Linked DNA regions of Sus scrofa: region 1 is linked to region 2. The links are chromatin contacts, called in public HiChIP or PLAC-seq maps. All regions are on one chromosome and are shown on one strand. Each heading gives the region's core, a stretch centred on a gene start, on an enhancer-like site or on the middle of the called end of the contact. The rest is flanking DNA. Distances are from core to core; before and after follow the strand shown. Region 1 overlaps LOC102161380 (a long non-coding RNA gene). Region 2 has its middle 73 kb from the start of ARHGAP29.

Region 1 (6,109 bases), core at 3,539-6,038, 55 kb after region 2:
TTCTGGTCTTGGTATAGACAGGAGAGAGCCCAGGAATAAGCGTGCTGCAGAAGGAGGGAAATGACAGGAGGGGTCCATTTAGTGCCTGGCATTTGAGCCTGGTTGATGTGCTGCCCTGGACATGCTGGTCAATTTGCCTGTCACCCCACTTCCCATCTCGTTTTGCTTTAGAAGGGCCGGCCCCTCCTTTCATGCCATTTGCCTGAACTCTGAGTAGGTTTCAGTTTCTTTTAATCAAAAGCAGCTTGACCCGAAAGAACACCGTTGTCCGCCTTGACTCAGAAAACAGGCCAGAAACAGGACCAGTGATTCTCCCCAGTCTCCCTGCATCCACATTCCTGGCTCTGTGTTGAGTCTGTAACAGCTGCCGGACTGGATAGAGAGGACTGCACTCTCCTCCTGGGTTTGGACTTTGGCTTCAGAAACCAAGACACACCTCACCCTCATCCCGTTACTTTGATGAAATTGCCCTGGCTCTGCTGCACACACACAGTGGCCACCCTCGAAGCAGGGGCATTCAGTTAGTCAGCACCAGGTCTAAGGAAAAAGTCCCGGGACTTGGGGAGCAGGCAGCAAGAGCAAGGAGAGCAGGTCCCAAGTGCATGGGCGAAGCTCTGGGGTGGCTCCCAGTAACTGATGCTATGGACTTGGCTAAGAATATCCCATAGTGGGGTGACTGGGGCATTCTAAGAAACCAGTGATGGTTTGTTTCTTATATTACTTCAGATCTGAGTGGCGGCCCCTATTTTCTCCATTCCTTTCCAAGGCACATCCCTAGAAAGAGTTTGCTGGAAAGGGATGGTCTGAGCCTGAGCTGCCCATGTTCAAGTATTAGGCCTTAGCGTCTCAGGAGAAAACTGAACTTTGAGGGGTTAAAATGTCCTATCCACACTGCTTCTGGAGCAGGGCCAGAGCCAGGGAGGAGGAAGGGCTCTTAAGAATGCCAGGTCAGACCTGCCAGGGTAGCTTATAGATACAGCTCACAGGGGAGCCGACCAGCCAGCAATGCCAAGGCTGGAGGAGAGGGCCAGGTAGGAAACCAGAATATAGTATGGTGGCCCAGGGGCCAGAGGGAAGCTCAGCCAAGATGCTCATGCCAGAGAGGGACCTTAAACACCTGGGAGGCAGGAAGGACCAAACGCAAGTGGAGCAGGGAGGGGATGAGTCTAGGGAGCGAAACAGGGTTTGTTAAAATGAAACCGGCAAATGCCCCGGCCCTTCAATACACACTTAGTACACCCACACCCTCTTAATGTCCCGAAGCAGGGCCTTGAAGTGTCAGTTTCTCACTGGACTCACAGTGCAAGGGCCAGGGCATGCTGGAAACAGAGAAGAAGCCCGGAGCCAAAGTGAGAGGAACTTGCCAGAGTCCGGGGCGAACCTAGGGCAGAGGGGGCAGCCCAGAGGAGAAGCTGACATTAAGAGACCAAGAAGGCGTAGAAAATATGGCCCCATTTCACAGGTGGCAAAGTCCAAGGGACAGCTAACACAGAGGAGCCGCTTAAGGGAGTGGTCTCAGTGGCCTCTGGCCGAGACTAGGAGTTGGGGTGGGATGGAGGGTTGGTGGGATGGAGGCCCGGGAGATGGAAAGCTAAATTACTAGGGACATCATCCAACAGGAGGTGGAGAAGAATGAGAGTGGCCCAGCCCCAGGAAACGGGGCAGGCAAGGGGGATGCAGAGGAAGCAGGTTTCAGCCTAACGGTGGGGCGAAGGGCAAGACCCCCTGAGCGAGCTTAAAAGCCCAAGTGAAGCAAGAGGAAGAGAGCCACAGAGGGGCAGGCAGGGGCATTCAGGGAGAATCGTTACTCCAAGACCCTGAAGCCCCTGGGTCTTCTGTTTCTGGTAAACCAGACCACTCCAGACCTCCACGGATTAGCATAGCAAGGGCTGTTGATGTTCTTCCCAAATAGAGCCTTCTCAATCTTGACATAAGGGAGTAGCTTTGGATGTCCAGGTACCAGTGACAAACAGTGGAGATGAGATCAGGGTTAGTATAGACCCAACAATGAAAGACTCAGGGAGGGGCCAGCAAGAACTCCCAAAGCTCAGTGGGACCAAAGCTGACACAGGGGAGAAAGAAATCAAGGGCTGCTGTAATGAGATGCTAATTCCGATGTGCTACTACAAAGGTTTATGAATGGGCATATTCTTTTGGAGACCAGTGTGGCAATACGTAGAAAGATCCACAAAACATGCCCACCCTTTGACCAAAAACTCCGCTTCTAGGGATCTAATCTAAGGAGACAAGGATTGAGGTGGACTTGGCTTTATGTACAAGGATGCTCGCCTCTGTGCTATTTGTACACAAGGAAAACTGGAAGCAACACAAAACATTCAAAGGTACTGGCAAAAGTAAAAAACTTTTCAAAAAATGAACTAGTAAGAGGCCACACTAAATCATGCTTTCGAAGAATCCGAAAAGGCATGGGAAAACGCTTACATTATAAAAAGCTAAGTGGAAAGAAGCAAAACCCAACCAAACAAGCAAACAGAAGTACAAAGTGGCATATATTCAGAATAATTCCAATTTTGCGAAAATATTGAAATACATTGACACAGGAAAAAAAAAGCTGAAAGAAGAGATACTAAGGGATTCGTAATCACTACCTTGAGCAGCGATATTATAGATTATTTAAAAATCCTCACCAATTTTCTAAAATGAGCTTGTACTGTTATGAACAGAAAACACAAACATATTGTATAACACCCAAGGGGAATTAGGGGATGGGGTGAAATTCACTGCATTGAGGGGTTCTGCCTCCCCTACATGACACTTCATAATTGTACCCCAAGATTATACGTGTCCAAGATGTTAGATCTTTAGAGCACTCTTATTTTGGATTGCAGATAAACCAGACACACAGCACCACAAACCTCCACCTTCCGTTACTGCAGTTTTACAGTCTGTTGAGATGGAGGTCTAGCTGGCCCAGGTGCATAACCCTGCAAAGCCAAATGAGACCCGACCTTGTTGAAACACACGCGAGGGGTTATTACCTCATTATTAATTGGGATCAGTGCTGTCATAACCCATGTGCCTTGATTTATAAGGCCTGTCAGAGCTTTTGCACCAAGAGAACTGGGAAAGGAGAAGCAGCAGAGCTGGGGGTAAGAAGGACCAGCTAAGCTAGAATAATGCGTGGTCCATGCATCCGTGTCTAACACGGGACTGGATGCTCAGGATCACCGGGCTGGCATCAAGAATTCTAACCTGGTGGAGTTGGGCAGCGGCTGTTGGGGGTCTTGCGGCTGGTTTTTTCCCATTTCAAGATTAGAGACCCATTTGCCTCAATTAATGGTGGGGGAGGGGGTAAAAAGACGGCGTCATAAGGATGTAGGATGTAAGAAAGTCAGGGAACACTCTCAACAGCTGCACAGTTGTGCTCCAAAGACCGTCCTTTAAAAACTAGAAGCTGCTTTAGACGACATTGCAGCCTGGGTTATCCTGGGGTCCTCAGGCACCCATCAGCCTGACGCCAATGCTCTGCGGTTTTTACAATGATGAAGTAAAAGTCTTTGCTTTTATTGTTTCTGCCACTTAAGTTCCAACTTGTTTTCTTCTTTTCATCTCTTGGCTTCTGCTCACTGATAGCATCTGCCCCCTCATGTCTGTTTTTCTGTGTGTGTCTTTTCAACTTCTGGCCATTCTACCAACAGCAGGGGCTCTCCAAAGGCCTCCTATTTAAACTCTCCATCATAGAAGGTCTCCTTGGTGTGGATGCGTGTCTCCTTCATCACTGAGCAGCTCTCGCTGGCCAGACTGCTTCACAGGACTCTGACAGGCCTATGGATGGGCTGGCCTTGGATGAGGCATGCAAATTTGGCTGAATCAGCTGAGGTGAGGATGCAGGAGCTGTGACTGGCTTTCCTCAGAAAAGGCAATGAGTATTTCAGGAATTGAGAGTATAAGAGATTTCCACCCGATGCAGAGAGTCCACTCAATCTGCGGCTGTCCCCAGCCCGAGGTGAGAGTAAGCCAGGGATTTGCCCTTGGAGAATTAGAAGCTGACGAAGAAGAGAAAGGGAGTCAGACACCTGTCAGATAAACAGGGTACATGTGGTGGAGAATGGGAAAAGAGCTCATGTGTTCTCCGGTACCAATGACTCACCCCAGCCATATCAGATTCCCAGCTTAGGACAGTATGACTAGCGGTGGTGGACTGGTGGAGGGATTCCCTCTCATTCCTTCTCTGGGTCAGGATTAGCTCAGAATGGAGCCCTATTGAATCAGCATACTGGATGCCTCTGTAGAAATTCCACAGATGCTTTCGCATTACATAGGGAGGGAACTTTTCCTCCCTGGAGTGTTTGTTCTTTAACTAATAGTGGGTTAGGAAATACCTCTTGAACTTTTGACTTGTGAACTCAGAATTTAAATATTCAACACAGATTCCTTTGTTGCATCCTAAAAGGGCATTACGGTATTTAATTTTTTTTCTTTATGTGAGCGTATTAGCTTCCTGTGGCTGCTATAACAAATTACTATATACTTGGATGGCTGAAAACAATAGAAATTTACTCTCTCACAGTTCTGGAGGCAAAAGTTTAAAATCAAGGCATTGGTGGGACTACGCTCCCTCTGAAGTCTCTAGAGGATAAGCCTTCTTAGCCTCCTCCAGTTTCTCATGATTTTTGTCTGAAGCCCTTGCTGGTCCTTGGCTTATAGCTGCTTTGCTCTGATTTCTACTTATCTTTATGTGGCCACCTTCCCTCTGCATAGGTCTCCATTGTTCTTCCTCTTCTTGTAAGGATTCCAGTCAGCAGACTAGATCCTCATCCAAACTATTTAGTATGATCTCATCTAAACTATTTACACCTGCAAAGACCTTATTTCCAAATAAGGTCACATTCTCAAGTTCCAGGCAGAAGTGAATTTGCTGGGGGGAGGGAGAGGGACATTATTCAACCCAATACAACATGTTAAACATTCCCCCAATCTTTGGTCAAGTTAATAATGGAAAGAAAATCCTATGCTTTTCTTTGACCCCGTTAGATGAGGTCTATTTGTTACTTGTATCTCTAGAATGGATATGGGTTATAGAGATGCCTGGGGTTATGAAACCTTTAATCTCTGACCAGCTACCTAGCATCACTATAGCTTTGCAAAGGCTCTGAGTAGACAAGACACCTGGTAAATGAACACTACTTATGACTAAGTGGGACTTTGGCTCTAAATTCCCATGGGGTCCCCATTCCTAAAGATTTAGACCGAACCACTGGACCTCTGGCCTAGAGTCCCAAATAAAGGCAAGAAAATGTCTTCTTGCAGACACAGGGTCAAGACTATAATTTTCCATAGTGACAAGAGATCCAAAAGCACGTAGGCAAATGAAAAATGGGAAGAGAAAGTTGATCTCTCCACCTTGGGAAGCAGTAGATAGAGGATAAAGGCATGGGCTTTGGAGTTAAGTATGTCATGATTTCAGATCCTGGTTTTTGCCACTGACTAGCTGGGTGATCTTGTTCAAACTTATTAGTCACTTAAGTCTTAGATTCCTCATCAGAACCATGGAGATAGAAATATCTTCCTCACAGAGCTGTTGTGGGGAGTAAATGAGATCAGCTAGGTAATGCATGCAGCACATGGGAAGTGAGCACTAGCTCTAAACATTACTAAGGGCTAGAAGAACTGGTTTAAGAAGCTCATATCATATCTCCTGCCCCACACTCATTTCTGCTGGAACTTCCTAGAGCAAGAAGGCCCTCTCATGTGAGAGGCACCCTCAGACCCTCTGTCACCAGCTACAAAAGAGAAAAGTTCTCCAAAAAGACAAATCAAAGAGCACTCTCATTTCAGCTGGAAGTTTTGACCTAGAGGTTGAAAACCAGCAGCACCTAGACCAGATCCTGCTCCCTATGAGTTTTTCTTGGCCTGGACAAAATTTTTAAAAATTGGAATTTGCTGGCTACATTAAAAAAAAAAAAAATCCAAAGATGTCCTTTAACCCCCAAATTTCTGGCCTGAAAAATCAAAAGACCAGCACTATAATACCTAAATTTTCCAATGGCTAGGGTGCCCATATATTGCATCATACAAATGGGCACACTTTGACAGTGAGAAGAGACTCTATTAATAATTATGCCTGAACAGCAGGCATTAACAGAAT
Region 2 (5,951 bases), core at 96-2,595:
ACACACCGGGGACAGGCCGAGGTCCGGGACAGTTTAATGACCCTTCCAATTAGTTTCACTGGCAAAGCTGGAAGCTGCAAGCAAGCCTAAGTCATTTGTGGTTGTTATTGTTGTTGTTTGTCCTTATTTTTAGTTTTGTGAGGCAATCCAGCAATAACAGATTTTAATGATGGGGCGCAGTCCCTGACCAGATTAATTTTCTCTGGGCTCGAAAACTCTGGGTGGCCTTTTGAGCAAATGCACCCTCTCTTTTCTTTCGGGGAAAAAAGAATCCTTTCCCCCATCATGACGTGGTGGTGTTCTAGGAACTCCATCGCGCTGCACAGACCCAGTAACCAAGTTTCTTTGCAGAGGGTTAAGAGGGAAATCTTAATTTTGGAAAACTACAAGCCCTGTTTTCTAAAAGCCTCCTGCCAGGATTCCATCGGAGCAGTGGGGCGCCCAGCAGCACATGGGGGGGTCACTGATCCTGGGCATACAGATGGGGTACAGGCACTGCTGTCCGGTTTGGGTGTTTTTGCTCTTGCAGATCTGATCCTTCTTTCTCCTCGGGGTGCCCAGGGTTGGGGCTGGGGCGGGAGGGGAGTGATCAGTCCTCGGACTGACTGAGGGAGGAGGCGGAGTGTAGGCCTTTGTTTTAAGACCACGGTTCTGATTACACCTGACGACTGAAACTTGATTCCCACAGAGCAGGCTGCACCTTATCTTCTTCCCCCAGTGACGGTGAGGGCAGGAATGCAGCAGGCATTGTCACTTTGATTCCATTTGTCTACTGCTGACGATGATAACAAAAATAAAAGTTCATTTTTTAAAATCGAAATTTGCTCCAGGGGGAGTTCTCCCATCTGCCTTTTTTTTTTTTTTAAATATTGGGCAACATAGTGAGTTCTCATCTCAAGGCTGAATCTGCTGGCTGAGATTCTCCTGGTTCAAGTATAATCACATTTAATAAAAAGTCTGTCTGCCTGAGAAAAAGACCCACATAGCCTGAGCTGTGGCCACGATTCTGTGGTATTTGGACTCATGTCTGTAAAAATATTTGGACACCAGATGGTGGGTTGTTAGGTGCATTCATCCCAAACCAAAAGTTTAAAAAAAAAAAAAATGCACACACACAAAACATGGGGAGGAGGGGAAAGTCATCACTAGTTTTTTTCCCAGTCGTGTTGCATGAGTAATGGTAAAAGCAACAGCTAAAACAATAAGATTACTGTGTTGAATTCTTAGTGCGTTGTCAGGAATAAAGACTTCAAGCCGTGCTGGAAATATTTTCTCCCTCTGAATAACGCATACCTTAAGCACAACTCACTTGGACAGCTTACCGAGGGAACATATTTTCTAAAAAACAAAATCATCCTGCTGGTGGCGGAAGCTATATGGGGTGACCCATCTCCTGCCCAGGACTGGATGGAGAAGGAGCCAAATTAAACACTAAGCCAGCAGCCTCAGGCCGCAGTCATTCATCCAAAATGACTTTTTCTCTGCAGGTTGATTTTGTTTTTAACAGTCGCTTCTCCACTCTCTGCTGTAATGGGTGGAGAGGCAGAGGACGAATAAAGCAAAACAGGGTTATAGAAAACTAAACTGTGGAACATATGATCGAGTTGTGGGAGGGTTGTTATTTATGTCACTTGGTGGTCATGTCCCACGGGGCTCCGGCTGTGCTTTTGCTTTCGTGTCAGAGCAAACGTGAGCTGTTTTCTGAAGGAGACCTGGCTCGCGCCCAGGGGTGCGCCTTAGCTGGCCTCTTGACAGAGGTAGGTCGATGCAGGCACCTGGCCTGGTTAGGGATCTGCCTTTTCATAAGCATTCACCACACTCCTGGTTACACACTTGCATCTTACCAGAAATACAGAGTTTAGGAGTTCCCATTGTGGCTCTGTGGTACTGAGCCTGGCTAGTATCTGTGAGGATGCAGGTTTGATCCCTGGCCTCGCTCAAAGGGTTAAGGATCCAGTGTTGCCCATAAGCTGTGGTGTAGGCGGCAGACAAGGCTCAGCTCCCGTTGCCGTAGCTGTGGCTGTGGTGTAGGCCGGCAGCTGTAGCTCTGACTGGACCCCTAGCCTGGGAACCTCTATATGTCGCAGGTGCAGCCCTAAAAAAAGAAAAAATGAAATACAGAGATTATACATGTTAGGTCTCTGCCAAACAATTTATCCTTGACTTCCCTGACGCTTGATTCTTACTGACGTTTCATTGGAGAAAATTATACAGATGGGAGGAAGCACTCTTTTTTTTTTTCCTAGATATTTAAAATTTTCTCTTTGGATCAAATCAGATAAAGAACTTCATATTTGGGCGACATTACTCTGTTCCCTCAGTTCAAGTACGATCTTGAACTTTGCTGTTAGGCCCTAAGTGAAGGCTCCTCGAGCGACACCGTAAGAAAGAGTTATTAGACACTCCCTGTAAACGTTATTTATGACATCAGTGTCCCTTTCAAAGATGCACGGGGGAACTTCGGGGCTCCAGTCCAAGCTCCATCTTACAAAACATCTTCTCGAATCCTTGACCGGTTCGGCTTCTTCATTGCTCAGAGCCGAATCTGTGACCCTCTACAGTAACTGCTTGAATCCCTGTGGTTGGAATTTCTGTGCAGTGGCTTTATTTCTTGCTTCACTTTACTAGCTTTTTCTCTTTGCACTGATTTATCTCTTTTGCAAGGTTTATATAAGTCACCTCAAATGTATTTCAAAACGAGGCAGGGATTCAACAGATACCGTCATCATTCTTATGGCATTTCCGGAGCAAACATCCACAAGAAAACACCCTTGGAGATACATCCAAAAGTATGAATGATTATGGGAGAACATTTTTAAATGTTTTAATTGCCCCTATAATTAAGACTTGGAGATAGGACAGCTCTTTTAAATTAATTCGACTGAGGCACAGAGGAAACTGAAGGGCACGTTGATCTCAGACTCAAAGACGAGGAAGAATCAAAAACTCTCTGTCGGGTAGGATGCTCTTACTGAGAAAACCGGAACTCCCAAGAAGCGAGCAGGATCCCATCCGGCCCTTCCCGGGATGGAAAACGGTCCTGGCAGGTTCCATCTGGAGGCCTCCTTCATCTAGAGGGAAGGCTGCTCTGCTGAAAGAGTGAAGCAGGGGGAAACTTCATTCTCCACAACACAATTTAATGCTTCACACCCCCTTTTTCATATTGTTTATGTTATTAAGACGATGCTTACATTTGAGCAAGCCGTAACTTGATCCTTGTATTCACGCTTAGTAAAGATGCTTATTGATGCAGATAAAGTCTGTCAAATGCATTCAACAGTGTGCCTGGCACTGAGCATAAGCGAAGGAGTCAGAGGCCCTGTCCTCAATGAGCTCAGCCCCTTTAGCCGCTATGTTTGTTCATGTATTCAGGCAATAGTGAGCATCAGAAGACAAAGCTGTAAGAAGAATTATGAGAGGGCACCTAAATTACAATGGGTTGGAGGACCGAGAAAGCCTACCTGAGGAGGTGGCATTGAGATGCGACCTGGAGGATAAGGAGCTGGCCCAGGAGCCAGGATGGGAAGGGAGGAGGCTGAGCTGATGGAATAGCATGTGCGAAGCCCTGCGGTAGGAAAGGGGTGGCGGGGTGGCTGGAGAGCAGAGAGGGAGGGCCAGGGTGCGTGAGAGGAGGTGAGAGGGTACCTGAGGAGGCCACACTGTGGGACAACACTTCTTCTTCCCCCTGGTAGCCTCTGGCCCATGCCCTTCACCTGCTTCAAGCCTTTGCTCCAGCCACTTTCTCAGTTAGATCTGCCCTGACCATCTCACCTAAATTGTAACAGCCCCTTCTAATATAGTATAATACATTACTTATTTACGTATTAGGTTTCTTGTTTGCCTCCCCTTACCCTCTCCTGTAAGGCAGGAAGAGGAAGAAAGTAGGAATCTTTATCTGCTTCGTTTACTGACATATTCTCAGCATTCACAACAGCCCTCGGCAGGTACTCAGTCAACAGCTGTTGAATGGAATTAAATTGAAAGGCAGTGAATGTTTTAAGCATGAATGTGACCTTATCCCATTAAATAGCTCCAGATGCTGAGTGAAAAGGATATTTTAAATCAGAAAGACACTTTTCTGCATTGGGCCACATGAACCCCAAAACCAGGCTTGGCCAGGAAGATGTGGAGCTTCTGTCCTTTTAAAATCACCCGGGTAGAGAAAGAGACAACATGGGCGTTACGGAGGCTTCAGGCTCCCTGGCGAGAGGCACAGAAGGAAGCCCTGTCGGGTCAGGTCAAGCTGGGAGTGCACTCTGTGTGCGTGCCTACCAACAAAGCCCCAAATACCTGGGATCGCCCAACGACAGGTCAGAAAGTTGTGTTTGTGCCTTGCTTCTCTTTGCTGGGGCTTTGCTACTGCCTTGAGGAAGAAACTGTTTATTTTTCCTATCAGATTTTTTTTTAATGTTCAGGTTTCACTCAAAAGCAAAGCAATTTGTCCCAGTTAACTCTTTTTAAGGCAGTCTGTTGAAAGAGATGGCCTCGGGAAGGGGCACTCATACGCCATTAAGAGCTGTGTATTAGTTACACAGGCTCAGGCAGCCTCCTCGGGGCTGATTCACTCATTCAACAAGTATTTATAGACCATCTTCTATGTGAATGGCCTTGCTGGGGAATTAAGGGAGCAGTTCGTATGCACGTTCCTTATAAAGCACATCTTCTAGTTGAGGAAATGACATAGGTGCACAAGAAGTTAAATAGAGTCACTGATGCCAACGGCGCCCCCAGGCAGCTTGTGAGTAAGAGCTAAACTGGTGCAGAGGCCAGGCCAGTTGTTTCCTCTGCCTCAGTCACACAGTAATGCAGTGACTTCGAAGTACCACCTTCAAAGAACTGACCGTTATCAGAGATTATGCCTGTTGTGCTTCTGGAGTGTTCGAATGTCTTTTATAAGAGAATTATGACAGTGGCATTTTGTTTTGAGTCTTTATTTTGGCAGCGTGAAAAATGGACAGTCCTGTATTGGGCTTTGCTATTATTTTGAAAAGTCTTACTGGTCTGTTAAATCTCCTGAACTAGAAACTGCTGCTGCTGCTGCTGCTGGGGGCAGCGGGAGGACGGGAGGCGTTCATTGCCCGCGTGGGGTAAGCCGGCGGGATTCTGATGGTCAGACTGGAGGCACAGGGACATCCTATTCTTTGTTGAATTGAATCCGCCCATCCTCTGTGCAGAGGGGCTGTGCACCACGCGGAGCTGACGCTGGGGACGGCCAGCTCAGAGTCCCCGCTGCGGGGAGTGTGTGGGAGGGACCATGGGGAACCTGTGTGAAGAGTAAAATTGGGGCTGAGTACAGAGACTCTTGGATGCCAAGTAAGGAGCTCGCCGTACTTGCCGCTCAATTTTTCTGTGAACCTAAGTGCTCTGAAAAATAAAGTCTCTTCACCAGAAAAAGGGTTAACCTGGCACCTGAGTGCAAAATGAACAGGGGCGGGGAAGATGCTGTTTTGAGAGACCTGAAGCTTATATGGTTTAGGGAATCTGCTTTAAGAAAGGGAGCATGAAGTCACCAGTACAAAATTAGGTAGAAGCCCTAGAAAGGGGTTCGTCTATGCAAGCAAAGCACTCTGGGGCGTCGGATCTCTTAGCTCAATGATGAATCCCCTTCCAGGAGAGGGTAACTGTAAAGGCAGAGACCCCAGTCAGGAAGCAAGTGTACTCTCCCCGACCCGGGAAGGGAAGGGCAGAGAACAAAGCATCTGCAGAGAAGACGGAAAGCAGAGGATGAGTCTGGGCATTAACGGGGGAGGAAACCTCGTGTGATGAATGGGCTCTCAGGGGAGGAGGGTTTGGCAGAGGCGAACCTAAGGTTGGCGCAGGTCCGGAGTGGGGAAGTCAGGGCAGAAAACCGGGGGGTGTTGCCTTTGGGTTGGAGGAGGTGGCGGTCCGTGGGCGGCCTTTCCTAAGTGCCAGGCGCAGTGCTGGCCCCGGGCGTGAGAGATTTCTAAGCC

What was found. HiChIP or PLAC-seq counts read pairs in DNA pulled down with a chosen protein or histone mark.
Region 1: a contact with region 2 is called in an H3K27ac HiChIP or PLAC-seq map of skeletal muscle. The contact joins two enhancer-like sites. A contact is called at or near these places in 1 of 5 promoter capture datasets (liver), 15 of 47 Hi-C or Micro-C datasets (alveolar macrophages, embryonic fibroblasts, fetal liver and 7 more) and 1 of 2 datasets of contacts at active chromatin or transcription factors (skeletal muscle).

What each region holds. Positions count from the first base shown.
Region 1 is chr4:123,057,878-123,063,986 of Sscrofa11.1, forward strand. It overlaps LOC102161380 (a long non-coding RNA gene), which reads right to left. Exons shown (of 4, transcript XR_303244.3): 4 at 2,493-4,007. Among named protein-coding and RNA genes, the nearest start is that of ARHGAP29, 21 kb to the right of the region's middle. Within about 2 kb of position 4,789, at least 15 of the 83 cell types and tissues checked have an H3K27ac peak or open chromatin away from gene starts, as enhancers often do. A contact at or near this core is called in embryonic fibroblasts and skeletal muscle, where this site is marked.
Region 2 is chr4:123,006,591-123,012,541 of Sscrofa11.1, forward strand. No RefSeq gene overlaps it. Among named protein-coding and RNA genes, the nearest start is that of ARHGAP29, 73 kb to the right of the region's middle. Within about 2 kb of position 1,346, at least 37 of the 83 cell types and tissues checked have an H3K27ac peak or open chromatin away from gene starts, as enhancers often do. A contact at or near this core is called in embryonic fibroblasts and skeletal muscle, where this site is marked.